Regions from separate parts of the Mus musculus genome. Here region 2 is linked to region 1. Evidence: chromatin contacts called from public promoter capture Hi-C data. All regions are on one chromosome and are shown on one strand. Each heading gives the region's core, a stretch centred on a gene start, on an enhancer-like site or on the middle of the called end of the contact. The rest is flanking DNA. Distances are from core to core; before and after follow the strand shown.

What was found. Promoter capture Hi-C pulls out the DNA fragments that hold promoters and counts their contacts.
Region 2: a contact with region 1 is called in a promoter capture Hi-C map of liver. The contact joins the enhancer-like site here to the promoter of Cib4 in region 1. A contact is called at or near these places in 21 of 39 promoter capture datasets (the 3T3-L1 cell line, 3T3-L1-derived adipocytes, the C10 cell line and 10 more), 1 of 15 datasets of contacts at CTCF or cohesin (the NIH/3T3 cell line), 10 of 484 Hi-C or Micro-C datasets (the 3T3-L1 cell line, the G1E-ER4 cell line, bone marrow-derived macrophages and 6 more), 3 of 115 datasets of contacts at active chromatin or transcription factors (all in embryonic stem cells) and 2 of 9 other capture datasets (adipose tissue and pancreatic islet).

What each region holds. Positions count from the first base shown.
Region 1 is chr5:30,543,059-30,548,726 of GRCm38.p6, reverse strand. It overlaps Cib4 (calcium and integrin binding family member 4), which reads left to right and starts at 2,891. Exons shown (of 7, transcript NM_028483.1): 1 at 2,891-3,001; 2 at 4,027-4,061. The coding sequence starts at 2,948. It overlaps Gm40272 (a long non-coding RNA gene), which reads right to left and starts at 2,933. Exons shown (of 3, transcript XR_868323.3): 1 at 2,359-2,933.
Region 2 is chr5:30,625,627-30,631,294 of GRCm38.p6, reverse strand. No RefSeq gene overlaps it. Among named protein-coding and RNA genes, the nearest start is that of Mir5625, 19 kb to the left of the region's middle. Within about 2 kb of position 2,559, at least 7 of the 459 cell types and tissues checked have an H3K27ac peak or open chromatin away from gene starts, as enhancers often do. A contact at or near this core is called in liver, where this site is marked.

The sequences.
Region 1 (5,668 bases), core at 1,642-4,141:
TGGAATTGTAAAGGGATATGCAAATGCAAGGTGACATTCTTATTGCTACTATTGTTATTGGTGAGAACCAATAAAAGGCCTGTCTAGGATGAAGTCACAGGGCTTTGGGTGGGGGCTAGGGACAGATGAGGGGGGAGGGTGAACCCTGAAGGAGGCAGGAGGGTAAGCAGGGCTGGCATACCCCGGCTTTGTGTGTGTGTGTGTGTGTGTGTGTGTGAGAGAGAGAGAGAGAGAGAGAGAGACAGAGAGAGAGACAGAGAGAGAGACAGAGACAGAGAGAGAAAGAGAGAGACAGAGACAGAGAGACACAGAGACAGAGAGACACAGAGACAGAGAGAGAGCACACACATGAGCACACGAAGCACCTTGTAATTTCTGGTGCATTCCTCTACCACCTGTAAAATTATTCACTTAATATTTTTCTTTAAAAGGGCTCCTATTTGTTTTCATTAATAGAGCTATGTTTATAAAGTCATCTTTATATCGCAGTCATAAATGACAAACATGCATCATTTTCAGAAGGGAAGGTACCCTATAAACGAGTGTGAGAATGCGTGCAGTGCTCTGCAGTTCTGGCTAGATTCCATTGCCTCCTGGGCCTGGAACATTGTCCCATCTTCTCAGCCTGGCTCAGCACTGTCACTTGGGTGTCTGTTCTAATGGCCCTTCTTTGGAGGCCTTAGGGTATCCAGCAGCTCCAGGGTTGGCCTCCAGCCTGGTCCTTGTTATCCGACTCTTATTGCACTGTAGCTTCCCGGGGGCTGTGGGTTTCCATTCCTGGAGTGTCTGGGTAGGGTGTCAAGGGCAAGGTTCATCTCTGTTCTTTACCAGTCTCCTTGTCAAGCGCTTATAGGTGCATGAGGAGCTGAGAGCTTTGGGTTGCTGGGCAGTTCTCTCTTTTGCTTTTGTTGCTCTCTTGTTAGCAAGGGTCAGCAGGGTGTAAAGACACAACAGGCTGGTGCCAAGTTATCTTACCTTGTGTAATCAGGATGTCTGAAAAAGACTGGATGGAGAAGGATATAGCCTGCCAGGGTATGGTCTTAAAGATCCCTGGCTTCCCTGAGAGATCCAGACCTACAACTTGGTTAGTCCCAGAGCACCCCTTAAACTCACCAATTCTGTGACCAGAGTAAGGGAGCAAGAATGCCATTGACTGCTGTGAATATGAACCAACCCGGCTTTTGGCAGATGCAGAGAAGGGGTCACGTTTGGATGGGGTTCAGTGACTGCCTACTTGCTGAAGGCCTTCACTTTCAGGTTCAACTTTTAAACTATTGTTGTCTTCTCTCTCTCTCTCTCTCTCTCTCTCTCTCTCTCTCTCTCTCTCTCTCTCCCCGGTTTTATACCAGGCGTCTTGATTTTAAAAATAACAACAAAAGCTACACATTTGTCATTTTTTTCTCCTTGCAATTTTAGAAAACAGGGAATTCTCACTCCCACTTCAGAGATGGGAACTGAGGCTAACAGTAATTTTTATGATTTGATTAAAGTGATGAAATCCGACCTTTAATATGTCAAAGTTCAGGTTTCTGACCACCACATATAGTAGCTATTAAGTGTCACTGTATACAATCAGGTAAGTATGGCCTACAGTTCAAAGGCTACATGCATGCTAAGGTAACTATGAATGTGGCATTACTTGAAACATTAAGGGTCCCTTCCCCTCAACTTGACAGCACAGTTTTCAAGCCTGAACTTCATAGGTATTACAGTATTAAGGGGTTGATGTGCCTGTCTTCTTGTTTAGAAGTCTCTGTATATGCATGTCTCCACACTGTTAACCTCTGGTAACATCAGTTTCCAACTCCAGGGATGTGTGTACATGGTGTACAACTCCAGGGATGTGTGCACATGTTCTGACTCTAAGAGCTGTGTCTCGCCAGGGTCAGGTAAAATGCTTAGCTTTGATACCTGTTCAGTAGTTGAAGGGATGATGGTCCATCTTTCATCTGCCAGTCTCTACTTTTGTGCAGGGAAGACAGGAAACAGGGGCAGCTTCATTTCTAGAGAATTCACCACCTCAGAGTCCCAGCCTCCTCCCAGGGCAGTCTGTGACCAGATACGCTCTAGGCTGAAGAGACTCTCATGTGTACCATGATGGTAGGAAGAAGGCCCTGGAGGAGGGCAGAGAGAGAACTTCGGGGGATTCCCAGAGCATCAGCCTCAGTGGCAGCATTGTTTGTGTCTGTTTACTGATCCAAAGTCTCTCCCATTCAGCCCTGCTTTCTGTGCCCTGGAAAGTCAGAGTGTAATGCAGGGGTGCTTGGTCCATGTGCCCTCAGCCAGAACCAGAGCAGCTCTGTGGTTAGGAGCTCTGACTTCTGCCTCATCTTGGTAGTTTTCTGTCTTTGAGCTCACCTTTGTGCAGAGTCCCTTCATCTGGTCCAAATTTGAATGCACCTTCTGTCCCTACAGGGACTCAGACTGATGGCATAAAGTACCCTTCTGTACCCTGTAGGCCATCTACTGAAGTCGGGGTCTATGTTTCTCCATCTCTGTAGCTCACACTCTGCACAGTACTCAAGATCTGGCTCTAAAACTTAGTGAGCACATTCTATGTGTCAGTAATAAACATCACCTGCATCGACTCAGTGGATCCCGGCAATGATGCTGAGACTTTCATCCCCTTGAAGGGGTAAGAGCAAAAAGCACCACAGAGGTTGTGTAGCTTGCTCCAGGTCACACAGTAAGCACGTGGCAGATCTGGGATTCCATCCCAGGCATCGTGACTCCCTGAGTCAACATCTCAAGGCTGCTTTTGGCCTGCCTTTCTGTTTGTTGTTTTGGAGGTGAGGGTTCTTAGCCAGGGCATCAAAAGAACCTGTTTGCCAACTCAGGGGCAGAAGGTGGAATGCTGGTCACCATGGTAACAGAATCACAGTACTACACCAGCTGCTGAGCCCTTGGGGCAGAAGTTCTACTGCTGGCAGGAGGAGGCTGGTTTAGCATGGGGCAGTGTTTAAGGTACCAGATGCAGTGGGAGGACCTGGAAGAGTACCAGGTGGGTAGTCAGGTCACAGATCCAGGACAGAACTAGGCACTTCCCAGGGCAGGAGGGATAGAGAGTAGAGGAGCTCTTGCCTGATCATGGAATTCACTGGTCTTACCACATTCCCCATCATCCTGAAGCAGCTGGTCTGATAGAAAGATGGAATGGCCTTTTGAAGACGCAGTTACAGCGCCAATTAGGTGGTAACAGCTTGGAAGGCTGGGGTAGAGTTCTTCAGAAGGCAGTATATGCTTTGAATCAGCGCTCGATATATGGTACAGTTTCACCCATAGCCAGGATTCATGGGTCCAGGAATCAAGGGGTGGAAAAAGGAATAGTTCCACTTACTATCACTCCTAGTGACCCTCTAGGAAAATTTTTGCTTCCTGTCCCCATAACTCTGGGTTCTGCTGGCCTAGAAGTTTTGGCTCCAGAGAGGGGAGTGCTCCTACCAGGAGCTACAACAAACATTCCATTGAACTGGAAGCTCAGACTTCCCCCTGGTCATTTTGGGCTTCTAATGCCCTTAAACCAACAGGCTAAAAAAGGAATAACAGTGTTAGGAGGGGTGATAGATCCAGATTACCATGGCGAAATTGGATTACCTCTTCACAATGGTGGTAAGCAAGATTATGTCTGGAGTGTAGGAGATCCCCTTAGGGCGTCTCTTAGTCCAGGCTGGCAGTGATGTCTCTTGACTCTGCTATACTTGTATCCATATGATTCAGACCAATATTTAAACCTCCTCACCCTGTATCTCCTGCCCCAGAGCCCGGGGTTTTGGCTTTGGCTCAGATCAACTCTGCCAGTCCGGGCTACTTTGCCTTTTTCCCCATGACATGGCTGGGAGAGTAAGGGCGTCATCCTGCCCTTTGCTGTCACCATAGGCCTGGTCCTGAGGGCTTCGCTGTCATCACTTCTTCAACAGTACAGTGAGAGAGCACCCCTTTCCTCTCTGAGGCTTCATGCTCTTACAGGGGCTGGGGGTGTGGGGTAGGACTGGATCAAGTGTCAGTCTCCTCTCTGATTTGTTGCAGGCTCTGACCTTCCTGACAAGAAATGAGATTCTGTGGTGAGTAAAGACCCTGGTCCTCTTCCCTTTTCCCAAGCTGGAGTCTTTCCTATTATGGTTTCACTCTGGCCCTGGGGTGTAATCCCTTCTCAGAACCACACAGACAGCCCCTAAGCAACATCTGGGATGGACAGAAGTCATGAGAGTCCACTGGAGCAGGAGGAGATAACAGACTCAGGCCACAGTGCTGCTACTACCACCCGAGGCAGAGGATCTTCGTAGATGTTGGGACTTCTTGGGGCAGTGAGGAAAATGAAGAAATGCTTAGACTGTGTAGGCTGAGCCTACTGGGGCCACTCACTGGTCCAGTGAAGCTGGAAGCATCATGCATGCTCATTTGGCTACCTGTCCCATCTCTTCCTGACCCCACCTCCAAAGCTTCCTTCCAGGGCTCATTCTGTATCAGACACAATGGGGGCAGAGAATGTGCTCTCAAGTAGGATTCTGCCTTGTGGGAAACCTCTTGGCCAAAGTCCTATTCATCCAGAATGGAGTCGTGACAAATGGCTTTGTAGGGCATGGAATGGGATGACCAGGGTAGATGTACCTGTAGCCAGGTACTCAACAAAATTGTGTGGTGTATAAATGCGCGTTCCAGGACACTTCTGGAGGAAGGCAGTGAAGATGGGAATGAGGAGACCATTTAGACACTGTCCTGGATACACACACACACACACACACACACACACACACACCCCACCCCTTGTCCTCATTGGCTCTCTATGAGCTGACCACCCCCAAACATCACAAACATTAGACTCTCCAGGCACAATAGGGTAGCTACATGACAAAGAGCTATGGAGACCAGGAACAGTATTGACGTTTTGCTACCTTTCCTTTTAAAAATACTACTTATTTACTTTTTTTTCTACACTGGCAACAAAAGCTAGGGTTTCATATGTGCTAGCCAAGGACTCTCGCACTGAGTCACACGGAACTCAGTTTTTTACATAGAGGAAACGCCAAGTGAGCTGTATCCTACGACTTACCTAATCCCTAACTGATAGTTTCTAAGAAGTAATGTATGCATAAAACAGAAAACAAGAGGAAAAGAAGCAACATTGAAACATGACTAGAGAATCCAAACAGGACGAAATTTGAAGTTCTAAATGCAAAGCAAATGCCCGCACTCTCTCCACGGGCCCTTCCCCCTGACTCAGCTCCTGCTCACCGGCAGTGTATCATCCAGACTCCCGAGAGAACGGTCCATACACACACCTTCATAACCGCTCACCCACTTACATCCTCATTGCTTCCTGGGCCTGCATCCTGTTCATTTTGTTCTGTACTTTTTGTCTCTTTTTGTTTGTTTGTTTTTAAGCTTGTCCTCTTTGACAGTTTTATAGGAAGTGTATAGAAAGCCACCCATCCTTCCTCAATGACTCTGAGTCTTTCCTTTACTTTCATGAACTATAATTTAATACCAGACCCTGCTGTGGATACTTAGCCTGTTGGGTGCTTGTGATGATGGTGGTGAGGACTCAGGGAGAGGGAATATGGATGGCACACCTATTTTCCCCCAAGCGTCCTTCCCCCAGTTTTCCTTTGCTTTGGGTTAGCCTCCTGAGAACGAGGTTCTTGGATACAAGCCATCCTGAGGGCCCCCT
Region 2 (5,668 bases), core at 1,310-3,809, 83 kb before region 1:
CTGACCCTGGAACATTACAGAGAGGCAGGGATGCCAGCATAGTCGAACTGGACCATCTCAGACTGACATAAAAATGGAGCCATAGCTCAAGCCCAGAAGAGGCCTGCTCCAGAGGATGTGTAGCACACCCCAATATTTTCTCTTACCCCCAAATCTTCCACCAGAACACACTGCCAAGGACAAAAAGGTGCTCTCTGTTCTCCTCAGACCGGATGACTAGCAAGGTGGAAGGTGGAGAAGGAGGGTGCCTGCAGTTGTAGGTAGAAACTTGGGCATGAAACCCAGTCACATGGGGCAGCGGGACTCACTCAAATACCCCAAAGAAGGAGAGGACATCTCTTGTCTGGGGGTTACCCTTGATGAAGGGCTTGCTGCTTTTTTGTTCCTGTGATGGAGGGACAGGACAGGGGCAGAACTGGCAGGGTCTCATGGGGCACTGTTTGGCATGGTCAGCATGCTTGAGTGTCCTGTGTGTTGACTGGATGATGGAAGATAGCAGAGGGCTGGTTTGGGGACAAGAGGAGGCTACAGGGCTCTCAAGGGGCAAGCATTGTGGAAAAATCAGCTTGCCTTTCTGTGTAAAGGGCTGGGAGAGGCTCCTGAGAGGACTCTGGACCCCAGTGGGTGCCAGCACCTGCGTCCTGGCCTCAGAGAGGGTTCTACTGTCTCTTTTGTCGTTCTTCCCAGCTGACTGTGGAACAGCCAGAAATAGAAGGAGGGGGCGGAGGAGAACGCATCGCTTCCATGTCTAAGTTCCTTACCCGAGCCTGAGGCTTGGTCTGTCCTGGGAGCAGGGAAAATACCAGTGCTCAGTGGATTTGATGGAAGTTTCCAACTGAGCTAGACTGGATGAGGGACCTCTCTACACCAAAGAAAAACACAAATCTTTGTGACTGGCCCTCTATGTCCTTCAAAAGACAGGAACAAGAGGTACAAACCAGGCTAGTGTTAAGCCCTGAAGGGAAGATGAACAAACCACCTAGCAGCCCTGTTTCTTCCTCCTTGTGGTCCTCCAGGCATAGACTGTGCAGTATCCTATTACAGAAGGGCCATGGGGTTTTCAATAGTAGCACAATGCATTTGGGTCCATCACCTTCCATTTCCCATGACAGGAGCTCCTCTAGTTAGGGATCCTGGTATTTCTCAGTAGCCCAGCAAAGCCCTTTGCTTTTTTCTCCCTACCATCGACATTGAATCTAGTGTTTCCCTAAAGGTCACAAGATGGCTGCCACAGTTCTGAAGGGTACACAGATCTGTCTAGTCAAAGTATAGGGCATATTTCTATTCCTCTGATGCCTTCTTATAGGAAAAAGGCCTTTCCCAGTAGTCCCACTGAAGCCATCCCTGAAGAGCCCCAAACTGAGACAGGACCTAATGTTGAGGTCACTGGGATCAGCTGAATCCCTGCAGGGGCCTGGGTTCAGGGAAGGAGGAGCCTCTGAGAGATGTCAGCAGTCTGTCATCAGGCAGAAGGTTGCAGAAATGGCTCTTGCTTCGGTAGTCCACTGAGTCTGCCACAATGACCCTCATGATGAGCTCTTGGTGGGCCGTGAAGTCAGTGGAGGCAGCATCTGAATGTTTGCCTTGTGTTCCTAATGGGAATGGCTTTCAAAGCAGAAGAGGGGATGAGTGTCTGTGTGGCACAGCAAGCTCCTGGGTAGGAGAAACAAGAAAGCTGTCCTTGAGAAAGGGGTCAGGCTGATGGGGGCATCCAGGTGTATACTTACAGGAAAGGGAAAGAAACAACTGGGTATTTGACCCAAGAAAGCCTGGAGGTTCCTGTCCCTGTGGAGAGCCACTTTGACTTGTTTGGATGAAAGCATCTGCTGTCCAGTGACAGCCTCAAAACACAGCTGTTGTCTCAGTGGAAGGAAGACATGATGGTCCTTAGAGTTAACACATAGTGGGAGATGGAGTCACTCAGAGCATGGGGTCCTGTGGGCTGGGCTGTTCAGCAGATTCTTGCTTGGGAAGGGCTAAGCAGCAAGGTTGTGGTTCATGGGAGGGCTGAGCTCAGTCCCAGGTCCTAGAAGGCACATCCTCTTCCATCTTTGAGAAGGGCCAGAAGACATCTTTACACAGGGCCCCCAGCAGGTAAATGCCTAAAGCTTTGTTGTTCCTCAAATTAAGGCAAGGCAGAACTCTTCACTTAAAGAGTGGGTAAAGCCCAGAGCGAGGCCAGAGGGCCTGGCAGACTCTCTACCCTGGGACAGTTCTGCTCTCCAGGGTTGGATCCTCACAGTCTATTGGCCCAAAGTCTCTCAGCCCTGATGTTGGAGAGTTCAAATCTCAGGACTTCTGGGACTTCAGTCTGATCCCGGAATGAGATCACAGCATTCCATGACTGTGTATGGCCTGTGTACAGGTACCCTATTCCTGGGAGCAAGAACTGTGGTAGATGAAGACGTGTAGAGGTGGCCAATGAATGTAGGGTCAGAGGTGTGATTTTTGTTCCCTCCTGCTGAGGGCAGAGATTGTTGGCTGGACATTTCACGGACAGGGTGAAGTACGTGAAGAGTCCCTTACACTCTGTCCCTATTTGCCAATGAATTCTTGGAACTGTGTCCACCTGGATCCTCCTTAAGCTTGGGACCTTGTCCAGCCACCAGAAAGCTGTAAACAACAGGGCACTGGCTGTCTCAGATCCCTTAGGACCTGACTGCTGTTCTGGCCCAGCACAGCAGCCACTAAGGAGACACTTTAGGCTCTGCTCAGTGCCTCTGATACTGAGTTCTGTGACCTTGGTCACAAGGCAAGACCTTTATCTTTCTGATGAGGGTGTCAATTCTTGCCTAACTTACAGTGTTGTCCTTGTGGTCAAATGCTGTTGATGTAGACTCTCCAGGTGTGTGCATCACTGACTAGAGGGGATCAAAGAGACCAGTACCATCAGAATCCCATCTATGAGTCCTCTATGCAGCTGGGAGACAAGGGGATGTGAGTCTTCTAGTTTGTCCAGATGTGATGTAAATTTCCAGCATAAAAGTGACTCAACTCCAGGATTAGAACTTTCCTCCAAAGTCAGAGCAGAGGGGCCAGGGTTCTGAGCTTGTGCATGCTCTTGTGTGCATGTGTGCATGTGAGTCTATGTGTCTGAATATGTGTGTGTGAATTACACACTCTTGTGTGTATGTGCATGAGAGTCTGTGTGTCTGAATATGTATGTGTGTGTGTGTGTGTGTGTGTGTGTGTGTGTGTGTGTGTGTGTGTGTGAATTGGGTGTGTACATGTTGACAAGCCAGGTTCTGTGGCTACTAACCCTGGCTGTGCCAGTATCTTGTTTCATGAGCTTGGATCTATCATTTCTTTTCTGTGAATCCAGTTCCTTTTCTCTGAAAGGTGGGCGCTGGTCCTCCGATCTGGGCACCTGCTTCACATACGTCTATTTCTCGATGTCCTTTGGCAAGGGTGGGGGGAGAAGCTGGAGGGCAGTTGCTTCAGCCACAGGGGGACACTGAGTCCACCCAAGGCTGGGCTTGTTAGGCTGTGGAGGAGAGGGAGCCTTGGTCTCATACTCTTCAATGGCCAGACCTTTTCTAATGACAGTGACCACTGCCAGGCAGTGAGCAATATGATGAGTGAGGGCACGAGCTTCATCCACCAACATTAGCCCTGGTTCCATGTTCAGCTTTGCTATCAACTCCCTGCCTGCTGTTAGACCAGTGGGCTGGCTGCTCTGAACCTTTTTTTTTTTTGGTACATAATGAGCTTTGCTAGTGTGTATTTCATGTTGTTAGAGCTGCCAGTTACAGATGACTTACCAATTATTAAAGTTTATATTTACCTGTTTGTTTATTAATTCATTCATTTATTGAGAACTTTATGTAACCCAGGATGACCTTGAACTTGCTATGTAGCCCAGGATGACCTTGAACTTCTGATCCTTCTACCTTTATCTCCCAAGTGCTGGGATTATAGGCATGTGACGCCTTTAGGCAGTGCTAGAGATCAAGCATTGGCTTTGTGCATGCTAGGCAAGTACTCTACCAACTGAGCTACATCCACAGACCCTAGTTGGGGATAAGAGGGAAGGATAAGACCTACTTCCCTATCAGTGATATTGTGACAGCCGAGGAGGTCCCCAAGTGTGCCCTGGGAAGTCTGGGAAGTATCAGGCCAACAGAGGATCTGGTATGGAATGAGTTTGAGTGTTACTCAAAACGAGCAGTGGTTTCGCTGCAGGTCTTCTAAAAACTTTTACTAAGCTTAGAGTTTTGTGGAGTTCAGACAGTGGTGATGTGTGCATCCTTCTTCCAAATTCATTAGAGCAAGGACTACCCTTCTCTTCCTTCTTGGTGTTTTGAGACAGGCTATATGCAGGCTGGCCTCAAACTCATGCCAATCTCCCTGCCTTAGCCTTCTGAATTGGAGATTGCAGGCATGAGTCACCAAGCCCAACTTAGCACCTCCCCTATGAGCGGCCACTGGCTTGCTTAGAGAGGAGCTGCCATTGCATCCCTCTTTTCTCTTGGCTCCCAGGAAGCTTATTCCCATTGACTCTCACCCAAATCCCAGTGCTGGTGGGAACTTCAGACATTTGCTCCCGTTCCCTCTCCTCTGCAGGCTTTCAACGTCCATTTTCCTGTGTCTTTCAGTTCAGGCAGCCTCAGAGGTGAGGAGGTTGGGGGCATGTGGGGGGGGCACTGACAGTGTCTGGACACGAAGATCCTGTGTTAGTGCTGAGCTCTGGGTAGCTCTGGGTGGGACTGGGGTGCAGGCCCCCTCTAGGAATCCCTGCAACATCTGTTTGTGATACTTTGTCCAGGGCGATGTTGAAAGTAGGGCAAGAGCCATGTTTGTGTCCCGCAAAGCACTGCTTAGGAAAGTCCAAGTGACCATGTGCTGGACACCACTGACCTCCAGAAGGACTCACCTCTGCTGACGCTGTATCTCATAGAGCTGAGCAGCAAACCTTTGGGCTTTGATTAAGACGAAGTAGTCTTAGGAGTGGATGAGCCAGGTTTTTACTGTGCCCAAACAGAGGCCAGTAGATTACCAAGAAACATGCCATAGAACCTGCCTGCTGTTACTTCAAGGGATGCCTAGAGATTCATCCCAGGGAGGCTGGTGTGTCCTGGAAAGGGCACAGGTTTTCTTTGAACCCAGAACCTCTCCACAAATATGTCCTATCTCTCTAGTTGGTCTAAGTAGATAGAAGGAAAGATTAAGGGAATGTGTCTCTAGCCCAGGTCCTTGTTTCTCTAGCATGTCTTTATCTGTGAGTAAAGGGAATCAACCAAATAGGTCCCAGGTGGCATTTAAAACAAGGAATAGAACGGATATGCACACCCTGAATGTGGTAGGGTGGTTGTGAGTCATGGCGTGCAGACAGATTTTGGTGCCAAAGGTATTACTATGGTTCATGCTTAGGGAAGCCTGGATACCCTTGGCTAGTTGAGTCAGGTGTTGGTACCAACTGGGCACAGTGCATCTGCTTTCTATATATCTGTCTTGGGCTCTAGGGTCCATCCCCAAGCATGTGCTACTCTAGACCATGAGTAGCACACCCTAAGAAAAGGTATTTGTGATGTGCCCATCTTTGAAAGTGATATTAGTGTGTGTGTGTGTGTTGTGTCCATCAGGCTACTGGGGTCAGGGAGGAGCTGAGGTCACCCCTGGAGGCTGGGGCATGTCCTGTTTGACTCTGCAGTCAGCTGAGGAGACAAAG